Linked DNA regions of Ovis aries: region 1 is linked to region 2. The links are chromatin contacts, called in public Hi-C maps. All regions are on one chromosome and are shown on one strand. Each heading gives the region's core, a stretch centred on a gene start, on an enhancer-like site or on the middle of the called end of the contact. The rest is flanking DNA. Distances are from core to core; before and after follow the strand shown.

What was found. Hi-C and Micro-C count contacts between places; a contact is called where the count stands out from the background.
Region 1: a Hi-C map of muscle shows a contact between it and region 2, with 2.9 times the contacts expected there. The contact joins the promoter of DDX10 here to the promoter of POGLUT3 in region 2.

The regions. Positions count from the first base shown.
Region 1 is chr15:18,041,157-18,043,856 of ARS-UI_Ramb_v3.0, reverse strand. DDX10 (DEAD-box helicase 10) reads right to left here and starts at 1,446. Exons shown (of 18, transcript XM_004016001.6): 1 at 1,152-1,446. The coding sequence starts at 1,337.
Region 2 is chr15:17,873,456-17,876,155 of ARS-UI_Ramb_v3.0, reverse strand. It overlaps POGLUT3 (protein O-glucosyltransferase 3), which reads left to right and starts at 1,342. Exons shown (of 7, transcript XM_060399696.1): 1 at 1,342-1,783. The coding sequence starts at 1,582.

The DNA of each region.
Region 1 (2,700 bases), core at 197-2,696, 170 kb before region 2:
AGGATGGGTGATGTTCAGAGACGCAACTCTGGCATAATGGTTAAAAGCAAAGGCTTCGGAATCAGAGATATGAGTCTTGGTTCCAATCCCACACCACTTAATACATGTGAGAGCTAAAGACAAGTTTCTTATTCTCCTGGATCCTCAAGGTTCTCATCTGTAAAAGGGAAATAAGACCCAATACCTCAGATCAAGTCAAATAATTAATGTAAACCACATGGTGAGTGGCTTACAATGTGTCATTATTTACCATTAGGTTGTATTATTTTTACGAACATTACAAAATCACTGCAGATGGGGACTGAAGTCATGAAATTAAAAGATGCTTGCGCCTTGGAAGGAAAGTTATGACCACCCTAGACAGCATATTAAAAAGCAGAGACATTACTTAACCAACCAAGGTCCGTCTAGTCAAAGCTATGATTTTTCCAGTAGTCATGTATGGATGTGAGAGTTGGACTATGAAGAAAGTTGAGCGCCGAAGAATTGATACTTTTGAACTGTGGTGTTGGAGAAGACTCTTGAGAGTCCCTTGGACTGCAAGGAGAGCCAACCAGTCCATCCTAAAGGAAATCAATCCTGAATATTCATTGGAAGGACTGATGCTGAAGCTGAAACTCCAATACTTTGGCCACCTGATGCGAAGAACTGACTCATCTGAAAAGAGCCTGATGCTGGGAAAGATTAAAGGCAGGAGGAGAAGGGGACGACAAAGGATAAGATGGTTGGATGGCATCACCGACTCAATGGCCAAGAGTCTGAATAAACTCCGGGAGTTGGTGATGGGCAGGGAGGTCTGGCGTGCTGCAGTAGTCCTGGGGTCACAAAGAGTCGGACACGACTGAGCGACTGAACTGAACTGATAACTATAATAGCAATTAATCTCCTTATGCTTAAGCACTACTACATTTTCCCCATTTTATCAAAACCATTGTAGTGAGCCAGAGGGCGGCCTGGTCGGTCAGGAGGCCTGGGCTTGGCACCCAGCAGACCACCTGTGGCCTCAATGGAGCCCCCGGAGGCACCTCGCATCCCACCCCCTTCTCCTGCTCCCCAGGCAAGGTCCCAGTGACCGGTCGGCCCGCTCGCCCATGCAGCCCAGTGCGGCAAGGACATGCGGCCCCGCGCCCCCTCCCCGGCGCCGGCCTCACCTTCTCGTAATTCTGCATGAGGCGGCTGATAACCTCGCGCTCGACCTGCCACTCGGGTTTCTTCAGCTGCTTCCTCAACTGCTTCTTTTGGCTCTGCTTGTGGCTGTGTTTCTTCTTCCAACGATTGAAGCTCCGCACCGGGTCGGGCCGGGCTCCCGTAGCCCGAGAGTCCGCGGTTTTTCCCATCGCGGCGGCGACGGCGACAGCCCACAGCTCGGTGAGACTTGAGACCTCTCGGGCCAGGCGCGGAGATCACGCACTGAGAGGACGCGGAACCGGCGTGGGGCGAGAGCACGAATGCGCAGGCGCGAAACCAGAAGCCCACCCCCCCCCGCCCTGAGCTTTTAAAACCGGGGCACGCGCCGTCCACAGCCAGGGAAAACTGGATGGTGATTGGCGACTTGGAATTCGCGGGGCGGAGCGAATGAGTCTCTGGTGGAAGTAGAGGCGGAGCAGTCTGAGGAAGAGGACCGGGCTGAGTGGCTCCTAAAGCATGCAGTCGCTTTAAATAGGCGCACGAGCCCTGCTTGCTGTTACTATGGTGACGTCATACAACCTAACTCTTAAAAGGCTGTTACTTTGCCCTGCGTTTTCCTTGGAAAACCGCAGGCTAACACACATCCCGCAAACCCCAGTATACATCCACACAAAATCTGTGGATTAGAATTGTGATCCTCGTTTTTCACGTTTCAGCCCGGGGAGCGGAATGATTTGCTATTGTGTTAATTCTTTGTTGTTGTTTTTTAATATTTTACCCTCTAAGTATAGAGTCTGTGGGGTTTCCAGGTGGCTCAATGGTGAAAAATACACCTAGGAGACCCAAGTTCATTCCCTGGGTCGGAAAGATCCCCTGGAGCAGAAAACGGCAACCCACTCCAGTATTCTTGCCTGAAAACTCCCATAGGCAGAGGAGCTTGGCGGGCTACAGTCCATGGGGTGGCAGAGTCCGACACGACTGAACGAGTGAGCACGTACATAGTCTTTAGTCCATAGCACTAATAGCTGCATGTATGCTTTTGAAATCCAACTTCAATTTTGAACGTTTAACATTTTGCTGACATACATTTTCATTCTCTTTATCATTTCTTGAAACATGATAAATACCAATCTTTGCACCTATTTGCATTTTTTTCATTCATTGATAGTTTTCAATAAGAACAAATTCCTTCAAGGTACAATAAACAGAATCTAATAAGTTTTCACTATTTTAGAAAGTTTCTATTTTTAAAAAAGTTTCCAAAACTTCCACCTGTGCTGCTTATTTTTATTTTTTAATATGTATCTATTTGACTGTGTTGGGTCTTCGTTGCAAGATATAACATAAGAGCTTTGTATTTTATCTCAAATGTGTAAAAGTTCGAAAGAGTATATACCCCCCAAAACTGCTAAATTTCAACATTGACTATTTTTGCCTAATGACATTTTATGAGAACAAAGAAACAGGCACTATTACATAATCATCTAATTGCTAAATTATTGTGATAAAATATGTACTTTGGGGATCTTATTTTGACTGCAGAGTCAGAGGATGCCCCCCCTTTTTTAAAAA
Region 2 (2,700 bases), core at 93-2,592:
CAGAAGGACTGTCTTATATGTGTGATTTACTTTACCTGTTTACTCATTAGAGAGGGTGCCCACACCTTCTCTCTTCGGGTGTATATTTCTGCCTAGTTTCTGACTTAAATAAACTGCTTCTCTGTGTGCTCTCCCACTTGTTGTGCTGTGTCTTTAATAATAAACTTTGTACCTTTTTTAGTTTTTACCTCCTTGAAACTTTCAGATTAGGGTAAGAGCCACTTTGCTTTCAGCTTCTAGCTCCTGGGCTTCCCTGGTGTCTCAGACAGTAAAGAGTCTGCCTGCAGTGCCGGGGACCAGGGTTCGATCCCTGGGTTGGGAAGGTTACCCTGGAGAAGGAAATGGCAACCCACTCCAGTATTCTTGCCTGGAAAACCCCATGGACGGAGGAGCCTGGCAGGCTACAGTCCATGGGGTCGCAAAGAATCCCTCATGACTGAGTGACTTCACTAAATTAAGTAGGAGGTTTGTCATTTTCACCTAACAGGAAGTCCAGAAGGTGCTGGGAGGTAGGGGGATGGGTCCTCCCTCCTTTCTACCTCTATGAGCAGGAGCACTTAAGTCTATTTCTACCTGGTGGTCTAGTAGCTAAGATTCCTGGTTTTCATCTAGGTTACCCTGGTTCATTTCCTGTGGAGGGAACTAAGATCTCTCTTTGGGACACTGAAACTTACTGTTGCCCATCCAAGATCAAAATGGTGGGAAGAGAAAGGTAGTCAGTGACTTCCCGCTACCAGAGTCCTTGCCAGTCTTTCCCCAGATCCAACGTCCAGCATCTGAGGACCGAGGCGCATTCAAGACCAATCAACCCCCGTCGGTTACGGGACAGCAGTTTCTGACTCTGAGGTGATGCTCACCCACCAGCCTCAACTCTGACTCCTGCTACTGAGCGCAACTTTTGGTTCCTCGCTTGAGGCTTGGCTCCAACTCAGCAAAGGTTGAACAAACATTTGTTGAAAGAAGGGAAGTATAGGGTTTAGGGGATTTCGGAGACTGGAGGGAGTTACAGTTTAGTGAGGGAGACTGCTGAGCAGAAAACAAGACAGGTAATACAGTTTGATGGGTGCTGTTGTGAACGGAAGGGCTGGGAGAGTTGGCCTTGGACGGGAATCGGGAATGACATTTTGCTCTGCGTCTTTTAAACCCAGTGAAATTCGTTGTTTGAAGGCGTTCGCGTAAGCTCTTCGCCACTGGGCCTTTTCTCTACAGCAATCATCCTGTGCGTCCTTTAAAAAAGACAAGTTTCCTCTGACGAGTTGCCAAACTCCAGCAGCAGAAGCGGCAGCAGGGCACAGCCTCAAGCACGCCGGTCTCAGCAGCGCCCCCTCCGCCCTGGTCCTCAGACCCGCGCTGCCGGTTGCTGGGCCTGGAGCGGGAGAGCCGAGTCCATTGCGGCCCCGCGGCCGCGCCCGGCCCCTCTGCGACGGGCTGGCCCTCGCCTTCCGGCCGAGTGGGAACCAGGGGCGGAGCCGCGGGCGGCGGAGCGAAGCCCGCCCCGGAGTGGGCCCCGCTCCCGGCCCGCCGCGCGCCCGGCACCTCCCCGCCGCCGCCGCCGAGCTGGGGCGCCGTGGCCCTGAGACCATGCGCCATCTGCCGCGGGCCCGGCTGCTGGCGCTGCAACTCGCCCTGCTCGTGGCCTCAGGGGCCCTGGAGGCGCCGCTCAGCGCGCCGCGGAGCCTGGTGTGGGGCCCCGGGCTGCAGGCGGGCGTCGTTCTGCCGGTCCGCTATTTCTACCTGCAGGCTGTCAGCTCGGAGGGCCAAAACCTCACCCGCTCGCCCCCAGGTAGTGTTCGACCGCGGACCTCCCCCGCCCTGCGGCCGCTCCGCGCTTCCCCTGCACGCGTCCCGGCCTCGACCGCGCGCCCCTCCCCGGGAACCCGCCCGCCGCCCGCGCGGCGTCCTTCCCTCGGCGCTGGTCACCTCCTCTTCTCCTCCCTTCCCAGACCCAAAGGCGGAAGGGAGTTGCAGCGCAAGTCTACTGAATGAATAAATGAACTCCGAGCTCCCTTCCGCAGTTAACGTGCGGGGACTGATAATCCGTATGGATGGCGCCCGGGGTGTTCATGAAAGCAGTGTGAGTCACAAGTTGGAGGTGGTCTTTCTACGCTTGACGAGTTGTCTGATCTGTTACAGCTTGCAGGGAGTGCCTTCACGCGTTGAGTCATCCAGCCCGAGAATCGGATCGGGGTGCGTTGTTTAGGCCTGATCCTACAAAAAGCAGATGTCAGAGAAGCAGGCAATTTAGGAGGCAGTTTTGCAGGCTAGATTTTTTGTTTTCTTAGAGTTTCGAGTTCTTGAAAGCGGATCGCAGGAATTAGTGAAACTCGGAACTAACTAGGTTTTCCCTCTGGTCCTGTCCTGAATCCCTTCTGCCCAGTCGTCCTCCCAGGTTCTCCTTAGTATCTTAAGTTTGCGACTTCTAAACAGCTTGTCCTGCTAGTTTCGAATTGTTGCTAGTCAGGATTTGCTGATTTATGTCCTGTCAACTGGCACCCGGTTTTGTCAACAAAGAGACAATCAGAATACCCAGCGCCCTTTCCACCGCCAGTGGAAAACTGAGTACTTTGGTTTTTTAAGAAGTCTCCATGGCCCTAAGGATCAGAAGATCCTTAAACCCAGATGTAGTCTTTCACCACGGAGTGTATTTTCTTCTTTATAGTTTTCTTTGTTTTCTAAAAATAATTTTGTAATGTTATAAAT